2 separate regions of the Urocitellus parryii genome follow, and region 2 is linked to region 1. Evidence: chromatin contacts called from public Hi-C data. All regions are on one chromosome and are shown on one strand. The core of a region is the stretch at or near the end of the contact, and the rest is flanking DNA. Distances in the headings are between cores, read along the strand shown.

Evidence for each region. Hi-C and Micro-C count contacts between places; a contact is called where the count stands out from the background.
Region 2: a contact with region 1 is called in a Hi-C map of muscle, with 4 times the contacts expected there. The contact joins the promoter of Bod1 here to the promoter of C1H5orf47 in region 1. A contact is called at or near these places in 2 of 2 Hi-C or Micro-C datasets (liver and muscle).

The regions. Positions count from the first base shown.
Region 1 is chr1:162,734,734-162,741,128 of mUroPar1.hap1, forward strand. C1H5orf47 (chromosome 1 C5orf47 homolog) reads right to left here and starts at 3,528. Exons shown (of 6, transcript XM_026414796.2): 1 at 3,237-3,528; 2 at 2,816-2,929. The coding sequence starts at 3,528.
Region 2 is chr1:163,027,500-163,033,894 of mUroPar1.hap1, forward strand. Bod1 (biorientation of chromosomes in cell division 1) reads left to right here and starts at 3,967. Exons shown (of 4, transcript XM_026414800.2): 1 at 3,967-4,384. The coding sequence starts at 4,166.

The DNA.
Region 1 (6,395 bases), core at 2,278-4,777:
GCAGGACCCAGTCTCTGATCTTACAAAGCCACTAATGCTCAGTTACACAGGATTTATCACATTATTTACTTGATTATTTATTCTTCCCTAGAGATTCAGTTTCTAATTCTGTTCCATTTGTTGAATGAACTAAAATAAGCTCTAAAATGACACTTTCCAACTGGTGAGGTACATGTCACTGATATAGGTGAGGCACAGACACAGTACTAAAGGACAATAATTCACACAGTGAGAAACATCACCTTCCCAATTCCTTTTCAATCTCTTAATTATATCAAGGAGGAGGTCTGAGTTTGGCACAAGCATGCCATTTAGACTTCTCTAAGTCTTGAAAACTTCCTTTTATGAACATAGACAACCTACTTAGCTAGAATTCTTTTTTTGGTCTTTATTAGATTTATTTATTTAATTTTTTTTTAAAGATTTTTTTTTTTAATATTTATTTTTTAGTTCTCGGCGGACACAACATCTTTGTTGGTATGTGGTGCTGAGGATCGAACCCGGGCAGCACGCATGCCAGGCGAGCACGCTACCGCTTGAGCCACATCCCCAGCCCTAGATTTATTTTTAATAAATTTCTATTTATGGCAAATAGTATAGGTTTTCCAGTTCGGTAATGATGTAAGGTGTTCTAAAAACAAATTTAATTAAGAAGGAACATGTACTTATTTAAATAAACGTATTAAATAACGGTATAGATGATAATACAGATATGACATAGAAAATTAAGTTTGGGAAACTCTGCTCTTAACATTCCCATGTTTAATCTTTCTTCTAAATGCTTTCAATATTTAGAACATTATATTTGCATCATTTCCATTAAGTGTTATCCAGCCTATGCCTATACTTCTTGAGGCTAGGATAGGAGCCATCAAGTGTGTCTGTAATTACTTGCAGATCTAAGGCATAGTAAGAAATGTAGCCTGGCATGTTGGTACATGTCTATGATCCCATCAGCTCAGGAGATTGAGCCACAAGGATTGCAAGTTCAAGACCAGCCTCAGCAGTTTAGTGAGGCCCCAAGAAACAACTTAGTTGAGACCCTGTCTCAAAAAACAGCAAAAGAGAGAATGTGCAAAACAGGCAAAAATATTTCTTCCACTTATTTTTTTGTACCACACTGAGGCTAACTCCAGTGTACACCATGGATTTTTGCCCCAACTTGTCTATCAAACCTTTCTCTACTCCTCTTTCTACACACTCCATCCAAACTGTATTTAAAGTTTTACCTAATTACTGCCCATTGCTGATTCATATTCAATAACTTGTCCACATTTCCTCCCAAGTGTCCTTTGCCCCTATCTCAGCTCCACATGGATATCATAAGGAACTTCCACCACCATGAAGCTGTCCTTGATTCTCTCACCCCCAAGTTATTCAGCACTTCCAAAATAGTATAGCACTTCCACAATAGAATTCAATCCTCTATTATTTATAACTTATGGATATATCTCCCAAACTTTGTGTAGACAAGAAGCCAGCCTGATTTATTAATCTTCTCTGGAATGTTAGGCCAGGTGCCGTGGCACACACCTGTAATCTCAGTGACTTGGGAGGCTATGGCAGGAGGATCACAAGTTCAAAGGTAGCTATAGCAACTTGGTGAGGCCCTAAGCAATTTAATGAAACCCTGCCTCAAAATAAAAATAAATTATAAAAGTAGCTCAGAGGTTACACCTGGGTTCAGTTCCTGGTTCCAAAAAAAAGAAAAGAAAAAAAAAATGTTAGAAGATTGCCTGATCTCACTGTTCCTGGATCTCTGAACTCCTGTATATCTTACAGTTAACAGATTTATCTTCCAGAAATAAATTTGTCCCTGATAACTTTACTCCATCATGCAAAAATCTTTAATGATGATAAAATGACAAACATTCCACAATCTGATCCAAAACTTATTTTTCATTTATGCAATAAATATGGGTATGTACCTACCATATACTAGACACTGGACTAGTCACCTGTTGCCTTCTAGCTTTCTCTGCTCTATGTGTCCACATAGTCAGGGCATTTATTGTGTGCCAGGCATTTGTCATGCATTATTTCACTTAGGTAGGAAATATTAACTGCATTTTACAGATACAAAAATTGTGGATCAGAGTAGTTACAAACACAACCAGTATTACCCTACTAATAAAAGACAAAGCCAAGGTTGTCTTCTGACTTCAAAGCCTGAGGATTTCTATTGTCCCATTAGAAACTTTTCTATTCAGTTGCCTTGATTTTCTGCCTCTATGCCTCTTCTTTCTTTGAACTTGATTATCAAAGCCTGGTTGAGATCCCTCTGCCAGCACTCACAGCTACTAGCATAAATCCTCATAATTCACGTATAAGTCCTTCAAGTGCAGAATATATGACCCATCTTTGTCACTAGCCAAGTGCCCACCACAGTGTGATAGATGCTAAAACAATGCTACTGGATGGATAAATAATTCATCTTTATTCCCCACGGAGAGTGAGGTATAAGTATTTAATGGATACTTTTAAAAAGTGACAATGGAAACAATATATATTAGAATCTAAGGGAAATATTTAAATAGTGATTTTAAAAATTCACTATCACTGAAATCTCCTACTTAAAAAAAAATCCATTAAAAGAACAAAGAAACCCTAAGGAAATAAGAGGAAAAGAAATACAGGTGTGCTGAAACTAATGATGAAGAGACTAAAAACAAAATATCTATCAGTTAATCAAAATTGTAGCTTTTTAAAACAGACTGAATACGAGGTAACTCGTCAAGAGGAGGGGACAGCATATCTCCAAAAAGTAGGGGCCAGGGGCGCGCCTGTGGCGCAGGGCGGCACCGCGGGCCCAGACCCCTGCCGGCGGCCTTGCGGGTTCCAGACCGACCGAGCCACTGAGTCACCCGGGGATGGGGACCCGAGGGATGGTTGCCGCGAGGGCTGGCTGACGGGCGAGTGACCGGCAGAGCTAAGCCACAGGAAGGCTGGCTGCCAGGAGGGCCGACACGAGGGTCACCGCGCGCTGGCTGACAGAACCACGGCGGGGAAGTGAGTGGACAGAGCGAGCAGTCGGCCCGCAGGACCGCCGGGGAGGCGAAGGACCCACAGGACGGGGGACAGGGGAACTGGCAGGAGGCTGAGGGGCGGATGCCTGGCAAAATGGCTCGCAGCAGCAGGGACAGGAAGTGACCGCCGCGCTGACAGGAAATGACCGCCACGGCACGTGGCGGCGCCAAGGAGCCCGCCCGCCCGCCCGCGCGCTCCCGCCAAGCCACCTGCAGGGCCGTGGCGGCCTGGCGCATTAGACGCCCGAAGCCGGGAGCTGCCGGCCCGGCCGGCGGGGACCCTGCGCCCGAGACCCGCGGGCAGCTCGCCGCCGCTCAGGGACCCCGCCGCCGCCTCCCGCGGCTCTTTTGGGCCGCCGCGGGTCTCGGGCCTTGACCATCCGCGGCCGGAAGCCCGAGGACCACCTAGCTGCAACACGCAGCCACACTGGTGCGAGCCGAAGCGGGTCACGTAGACGAAGCGCGCTGGAGCCCGCCGCTCCCCGCGGCCCGCTGGCGCCATCTTACTCCGTCGCGCGGCCCGGGGGTGGGGGTAGGCAGGGGAGGGCGGTCCTCTGTGGGGGAGTGGGCGGGGTCACTGCAGGGCTGGGGCGGGGCCGCTGGGGGTGGAAAGCAGAGGGGGTTCCTCTGTGTTGGGCCTCAGAGTGCTGCACAGGTGGGCGGGGCCAATGCTGGGGGGCGGAACCATTGGGCGAGCAAGGCAAGATCATTGCAGGGGTAGGAGGGAGTGGGGCAGAAAGGCTATCACTTCATATGGCCAGCATTCGCCTGGGTTCACTGACCTCTCACCCCTCACAGTGCCTTTCACCTGTCCACGCTTTCCAGTGGGGTCATTTTCCCTGTGCCTGAAGAGCCACCTTAATGCTCCCAAAGGCTTCTGTACTAAAGGCTTGCTTGCCAGCCAGTGGCACTGTTAGGGGTGAGGCCTTTAAGAAATGGGGCCTCAGGGAAGGCGGTCTGGTCCTAGGGGCGTGCCCTAGAAGAGGATAATGGACCCTAACTCCTCTTGCTTGCTCTGCTTCCTGGACACCTGAGGTGAGCAGCTCAGCTTCATCACAGACTCCCCACGTGATGTTCTGCCTTACCACAGGCCCCAAAGCGATGGTCCGGGGACCACAGACTGAAACCTCTGTACCCAGGAGGCAAAAAAACTCTTCATTTTAAGTTGTTCACCCCAGATATTTGTCATTGTGACCAAAGCTGACTCGAACGCCACCTTAGTTTTCACTTTAGTATGATCCTACTGGTGATGAGTTAGCTTAGATTTTATCTAATACATATTTTTAACTGAATTTTTAAAGAATGTTTTGCTGCACATTGAATCCAAGGTAGCCATTATTTTCTTTCAACACCTTGAAGCTACGATTTTCTGGTTTCTGGTAAAGATGTCTCTTGACTCATGATGGGGTTACCCTTACACCCCGTTAAACCCATTATATGTTGAAAATATCTTAAGTCAAAAAAGCACTTAATCCTGTCATCTGGACCACCAGGCATCATGGCCCAGCAACACACTGTGCCCTGGAGCACGGCAGTTCATCCTGACCATGCGTGGTCCACACCTCACACGGCTGGGGCAAGAGAAGACCAGAATTCAGAGTGGTTTCCGCCGGCCATCTGTTGAGTTTGCACCATTATAAAGTTGAAGAATTCTACATGGAAGAATGTTCAGTCGGGGACCATCTGTTTCTGTTGAGGACTCAGCACTACCTGTTTCAGGTCAGGCATCTTTTTTCTCTCTCTGCCTCTTTTGCAGATTAACCTTGTGCCTCTGCTTTTGGAGGTGTCACTGTGATGGGCTGGAAGAGGTTTTCTTGGCATTGCTCTGCTTGGGCTTTATGGTGCTTCGGAAACCCTTTGTTGGAGCTGCCCAGTTCTAGGCCGTTGCTTGGTTACCCATTGCTGCTTTGCTCTCTCCTCTTCTAAGGTCCTGCTACACACATTCGGTCTTGACACTCTGCTTTGTGTATCTCTCACGCCCCTCTGCGAGGCGTCTGTGCTTGTTCCACTCACCGCTAGGGTCTGGTTATTTTCTACTGGTTGTGCACCAGTTAACTAGTCTCTTCTTCAAAACTATCTAATCTGTTAATAAGCCCTGCTAGAGTTTGGGTCTGGACCTTTCCGAAAGGCCCTAGTGTTAAAGTCTTGGTCCCCAGTAAGATGTCCTTGGGAGGTGGCCGAACCTCTGGGAGGTGTGGCCAGTGCAGGGTTTTCTGTAATTGGGGGTGTGTTCTGGAAGAACGGTGGGCCCAGCCCCTTTCTCATCATCACATCCCAGCCTAGGGTGGGTGACTCCACTCCACTCTTCCCCACCACAGGTCCAAAAGCAGTGTGACCCCTGACCTTGGATGGAAACCTTTAAAACTATGGACCAAAACAACCCTCTTGTCTTTCTAAGTTGATGATTTTAGGCGTTTTAACAGTAACAGAAGCCAGATCCACATGAGCTCCCTTTATTAAATTCTTAATTCCAGCTGTATTTTTCATTTCTAGAATTTCCATTTCTATTCTCGTGAATTTTATCCAGAATTTCTTCAGAGTTTTTTCTACTACATATCAATCAGAGTTATTTTCAATACCATTATGATGATGGGAAAATATTTTCTTGGTTTTTGGTCATTGGATTTTAAATTCCTGGGGAATTTTTTTATCAAATATTAAGTCATAAAAATGATAGAGATTATTTGAGGCTCCATATGATAATGTCTTACTCCACAGGGAATGTATGTGTTTCTGGCAGGCAGTTAATGTAGGGGAGTTTACCTGAATCCTGTCTGGAATCAAAGTGATTTATTGCTGGGTTCAGTCTTTACTGAAGTGAGTGTGAATCTTGTTTAGTTTTTATCCTTACTTAGAACATAGCTCTTCAGGTGCTAGAGTGTTTACTAGGGCCCTCTTTGGCTAGCCTTGAACTTGCTTTGTCCCTCCAGCCCCATGAAACCATCTGAACTCTTCTTGAAATTTTTTTGAGTTTCTTTTTTTGTAGGGGGAGGGTAACAGGGATTGAACTCAGGGGCACTCAACCACTGAGCCACATCCCTAGCCCTGTTTTATATTTTATTTAGAGACAGGGTCTCACTGAGTTGCTTAATGCCTCACTGTTGCTGAGGTTGGCTTTGAACTCATGATCCTCTGGTCTCAGCCTCCTGAGCCATTTGGATTATAGGCGTGCGCTACAGCCTGGCTCATTTTATTTTTGATTGACTTATAATAATTGTACATATTTTTGATATACAATATCTGGAAAAGGTATTTTGGATAAGACCTCAGAAAGGCCAGCAATAAAAGCAAAAATAGACAAGAGATTATGTCAGACTAAAAGAGACAATCAGAAGGGACACCCTACTTACAGGATGGGGGAAGAGGTCT
Region 2 (6,395 bases), core at 2,717-5,216, 290 kb after region 1:
GGTCAGAGTGGAAATGTAAAGGTAAAATCTCTAAGCTGATTCCAAACTGCAAGAGCTTGGGTTAAAGTGTAAAAGACTAGGCATTGTAAAGCTTCTAGATTACAAGGCCTGGGCTAAAAAGTAAAAGACAATTGTTACAATTGTAAAAGTCTATTGTTACAATTCCACTGCTACCCCCGAACCTGTAATCTTTGTAAATTGCTAGGACAATGTGGGAATTGCCCAGTAAATACCTCCATTGATTCCCTGGTTGTTTAATAGCTAAGGGCTCTAGGTAGCATGGCACGTAAGCATCTAGGCTCCAAAACCAATCAATTTAAATTTGTACCCCGCTTAGAAATGACCAATCACCCTTGCCCAGATTGTTCCCGCCAATGTATGTACTAATCCTGACTCAGAGTTGTTGTTCAATTTTCCCGTGCCTCATGATGATTTGTTCTGATGTATGCAAAGCCCCCCACCCTCTCCAAAAAGTGTACTTAAGCTCCACTTGACCTCTGCTCTGGGCTCTGGGCTGCTCTATCTTCCTGAGTGAGCCTGGAACCTCAGCATGCTGAATTAATAAATCCCCTTTTGCCAATTGCATGAAGTAAGTCCCTTGTGTGGTCTCTTTCTCCGATGCTCCGCCGGACCCCTTACAGAAAATTAGAAGTTTATTAAAGGACAGTAGAAAAGACTTCTCCTGGAGGAAGAAGGGGACCCAAGAGGTGGAATCCCTTGAAGGGCGAATGTGTTCCACTTTCTATAGTTTTTGTTGATGGAATGTAGGTGGGAAGGACACAGGTGGGTCAAAGAAGTAATCTGGGCACTTCCAAGCCAAGTTTGCTGTTCATTAACATTTCTTTGGGATGGGCTATCTCCAAATCTGTTGGGGGGCTGTTTCCTGGGCTTCATTAACATTCCGAGAGTTGTTCAACTTTTCCGGAAATTCATTCTCAACATGGCCTCCATTTTAGATTTCACTCGATATTAGACCTGATTTACCTAACTACACTGATTACCTAACTTTAAATCTGGCTTCACCAGGAGCCAAGGAGATTGCAGAATTTATCATTTACATCCCCTCTGTTGCTCTTGTAACAACAGTAGATTTAATTTACTGATTGGGAGAAAGAATTGAGCCAATAATATACGAAAGAAAGAAAGGCAGAGAGGGATAGTGGAATTGTGGCTATCAAAAACAGGACATGGTGTTTTGCCTATTGTAATACTGATACACCGCTGATGAGACTCAATCAGGGCCAAGTTCCATTTCCCCAGGTGTCAGGATTGAACACTCAGAAATGCTGAGGCAAGCATAGAAAGCAAGTTTTATTTAAAGGATGGAAACAGACTTGTTCCAGGAGGAAGAAGGGGACCCAGAGATGGTAACCGATGAAGTAAAGGTGTCCTGCTCCTTTTATATATTTTAGAATTTCTTTGTTCTCATGGCCTCTCCTCCTCCATCCTGCCCAAGACCAAAATTTACTCCTGAACAAAAGGTGGGCCAAGGGCAGGAATGAAGCTGCCCAGGGGTTCAGGCCCCAAGGGAGCAGCCCAGGAAGCTCTTTAGCCACCCGAGTTGGGAGAAACAATTCCCTGGAAGCAGGTCACCTGACAACAGGTTGAGCTGGGGGAAGGGCTCTGGAGGTATTAGCATTTCAATACCCCAGAGGTAGGTGACTTCGTCCACTGGGGGATGTGTCCTGAAGATATTAAGGTTCCATTTCCTTTAAATCAGCTTCCACCTTCCCCACCCCCTTCTATCTCCACTGCCTACACTTTGTTCTTGCTTCACTACCTAGCTCTGGGGATGTAGTATGTTTTTGGTTAAACATGCAGAATCTGAACTCAGGAAACCTGGGTTCAAATCCTATTCTTTCACTTCTAGGTATATGATGAGGGTAAGGAACTCTCCTGAGCCTCTATTTCTGCATCTGTGAAAAAACCCAGAAACCTAGTACCTCCTTTCGGATACCTGTGAAGCAGTGTGCTGATGTAATGCCAGATTCGTGGGACCCCAATAGACCTCCAGGAACCGAATGTGATGCAATCACACAAGGGTCTTTATTGCAAGCTCGAGCCTGGACTCACAACCGTTTCTGAAGCAGCGGTCCTGAGGAGTGTGTCCTGACCCTGTAAGACTAAAAGAAATTGAAGTTAAAGTGTAAAAGACCGGGCATTGTAAAGTTTCTAAGCTGCAAGGCCTGAGTTAAAAAGTGAAGGACCAGGTATTGTTAAGTCCCTCCGCTACACCCAAAACCTGAGTGTATGGTGATTTGTTAAAGGAGACTGTGATGTGTGTAAAGTCCCTGCACTCCCCAAAAAGTGTACTTAAGCACTGCTCAACCCCTGCCCGGGGCTCTGGGCTGCTCTCCCTTCTTGAGTGGGCACGGAGCCCCAGCATGCTGGATCAATAAATCCCCTTCTGCCAATTGCATGAGTGGTCTCTTGGTGGTCTCTTCCTCCGACGCTTCGCTGGTCTCTTACAACCCTTAGTTCGGTGAGGATTTATAGGTTTTGGGGGGATACTCTATGTGTCACAACATCACACAGCAAATCATTTCATACCGCGGGAAAATCAAACAACAACTCTTAACATGGATTAGCAAATTCACTGGCGGGAACAAGTTGGGTAAGGGTGATTGGTTAGTTCAAGTGGTGGATACATTTGAATTGATTGGTTTAGGCCTGGAGGAGTTGCAAGAATGTATACACTAAACTGCAGGGTTGCCTAATCATGTTATTGTTACCAGTGACGAGTCCTTGCTTCCCCAATGTTGAAAAATAACACCAGAGAAGCACGCTGAGGCAAGGTCAGAGTGGAAAATTAGAAGTTTATTAAAGGACAGGGTGGAATCCCTTCCCCTTTTTATAGTTTTTGGTGATGGAACGTAGGTAGGAAGGGTTGGGACACAGGTGGGCCAAAGAAGTAATCTGGGCACTTTTGCTGTCAAGTTTGCTGTTCATTAACATTTCTTTGGGATGGGCTATCTCCAAATCTGTTGGGGGCTGTTTCCTGGGCTTCATCAACATTCCTCAGCTTTTCCGGAAATTCATTCTCAACATGGCCTCCATTTTAGATTTCACTCCATATTAGACTCAATTTACCTAACTACACTGACTACCTAATTTTAAATCTGGCTTCATTATCAATCACTGAAACTACTGGGAGGGTCACCTGGCATTTCCATATTTTCCCTGTCTCATGCTGATTGATGGTTGCTATGGGTCCTCACCTAGCCCAATTGAGTCAGGGACACTTGGCACCCCAGATCCCTCTAGTTAAACAACTGAGCAGGGTGGGTATGTGCCTAGGAGCAGTTCTGTGGGTTTTTCCAAGGACAAGAAGTCCTATGCCCTCTCCCTCTGGACAGGCCTTGAGGTAGAAGCTGGTTTCTCAAAAATAGTCACATCAGTTTCTCACTAAAAGTATACAGCTTCATGCCTGCACATTCCAGATACTCATTATTAGTGTCTTACCAGCAATATTTAAAGTATTTAATATTTTGAAGAATTAAGAGAGACTTAAGGGCGACTTTTATTCTACTTTTCACATTTTTCTGTTATTCTTCGATTTTATAAAATGGGTATGCATTACTATTAAAATCAGAAGGGGGACACACAATTTTTTGAATCGTAACATATCACTAATCCATTATTTTCCACATTATATTGTTCAAGGATGACGCTGGAGTGAAGGTCAAAAGCACAGATTCCTAGGCACCTATCAAGAAATACTGAATCACAATCATAAGCCCAGCAGAGGACTCTTATGACCAGCAGGTGTGGTGCAGCGGGCGGGCGGAGCCTACAACTCCCATGCTGCCCCATGAGCGCGAGCGGGCCCGAAGCCTGCCGGGAGTTGTAGTTTACACCGGCCAGGCCTCTACCTATAAAAACAGCCGGGGAAGGCCGCGGGAAAACCAGCTGTCCCACAATGCAATGGTCACCGGTGACGCCATCAGCAGCGCGCCAGAGGCCAAGCGGGCGGTTTCTGCCCCCGCCGCCTCCCGACCTGCCGCCGCCTCCTCCACCACCGCCACCACCACCGCCGCCATCTCCGCCGCCGCCGTCCCCACCTCCGTCGCCACCGCCGCTGCCTCCGTGGGGTTCTCCGCTTCCAGTGCACAACGCAGGCTCTCAGACCCAGAGCAGGAGCCGCACTCGGGCGCGGGGCGCAGGCATGGCGGACGGCGGCGGCGCGGGCGCGGGGGGCGGCGGCGGTGCGGGCCCGGCCTCGGCAGGGGCTGCGGCCGGGGCGGGCGGGAGCGGCGGCCCCAGCAACCCCGCCTCGCTGCCGCCGGGCGACCCGCAGCTTATCGCACTCATCGTGGAGCAGCTCAAGAGCCGCGGCCTGTTTGACAGCTTCCGCCGGGACTGCCTGGCGGACGTGGACACCAAGGTGGGAGCGCGCGTGCGACCCGCCTGAGCCCACGCCGGGCCTTGCGGGGCTGCCCCGGTTCCCTTAGCCGCGCCCGGCTCGCCGGCCGCCGGAGCGCACGGCCACCCGCGTGCCGGTACTGCTGTTCCTCCGCTCAGCGATGTGCAGACTTGTGAGCGGTTAGATTAGATACGTTGTAGCAGCAGCACCCGAGCTTTGTAGACCGTCACCGGTCAAAAGGGGTTTGGTGCCTCTTTTAGCTGGTAAGGTCATTTGCCACCCGCCCAGTAAAAGGAAGCGTCACTTACATAGGTGCCAGGTTGTTTGAGTTTAACGAAGTAACGTGTGTTTAAGTGTCAGACATGTAATGGTTGCTGGGATGATTAGTTTCTCTTCAAAATTATTCTAGCAAGACTAAGCAGGTAGGGCTAGGAGGCTGTTACCGACTGGGCTGCTCAGAGTAGTGGTTTTTTGAGTTTGTCTTAGAAATCTCTTGCCTACCTCATAGCAAGATTGTGAGGTTAAAATCGGGCCCCACAGGTAAGGGAAGAGCTAGTCTAGACACTGAGCATTTATGCTTGTAATGTGCTGAGTTATGTGAAAACAAGAGTTAGTTACTACCCCAGCACCTACCTTTCTGCCAGCATAGAAAACACACATGAACCAGCTAGTTTATGTATGGCAAAGGTGTGTACTGTTACACTCTTGCAGGATAAAGAACCCAGAACCCCAGTGCAAATGCTGTCTTTGAAACAAAATATATAATTTTCTTTATTAGAAAAACAATTACAGAGCTTTCCACCTTTCCCAAGACTGTTCTCAACATCCTGGCACAAGTTCTCTGTTCATGTCTTAAAAGTACACACATGTAGGGCCTCAGTGGTAGAGGGCTTGCCTAGCATATGTGAGGCACTGGGTTCAATCCTCAGCACCACTTTAAAAAAATACACAAAATAAAGGCATTCTGTCCGTCTACAACTACACACACACACAAAAAGTACACATGTTGAGGTGGTATACACACCTGTAATCCCAGGCAATCAGGAGGCTGAGGCAGGAGGATTGTAAATTCAAGGCCAGCTTCAGCAAATACAGTGAGATCCTAAGTAACTTAATAAGACCCTGTCTCAAAAACTAAAGTCTGGGGGTATAGCTCAGTGGTAAAAATGCCCCTAGGTTCACTGTCTAGTACCAAAACAACAACAACAAACAAAACCTGTGATTTTAAAATAAACAACAAAGAATTGAGAAGGGTGTTGGGAGGGCCATTGGAGCCTTCTCCACTTTTATCTCCTTAGCTGCAGTTGTGGGAGTTACCAGGTTGTTTTCATTCTTGATCATAACGTGTTTTCAGGCGGATTTGATCTGAGATTTGGTGCTTTAGTCCCATGATTTGCAAAGTGTGATTCTTGGATTAGCAACAGCAACTTCACCTGGGAACTTGTTAGGAAGGCAAATTCTTAGGCCACCGGACTGCTGGCATATTTAGAGGAAAGTGAACAAGTGATGTCTATAGTGTGCTTTTTAGAGCTTCCAAAATATGATTAAATAGAAGGGCAGACAGGTGGTATCCTCTTTCTAGAGATAGGTAGTACGTAGAATGTTGGCAGGTGTTTTGAATTCTTGAACTGAAGGGATCAGTCTGTATTATCAGGGTTTGTTAAGGTTAGAGTGAAAAGACCCCCGTTTCCCTGTCCAAGGAGAATCACACGAAACACTGGCTGCAAAAAGCAAGAGGTTTGTTTATTGGGACACAGGCGCCTGTGGGTGCCCAGCAGAACCTCAGCCGGAGCTTTGGTGAGCTGGCACACCGGGCTTGGGGATACAGAGATTTTTATAGGGTAAAGGGGCAGTCTTCACGCGGGGGAAGCAATAGGTTTCTTAGTAGTTAATTTTAAACCCAGCATATAGGCTACCTAAAGGGCAAAGTTTTTCACTTTATGTTACTGGAAAAAACATAAAAGCTACATGTTTGCACTCTGGTCCTCTTGTTCCTGCTTATTCAGGCATGCCTTGGGACCTAACTAATTAT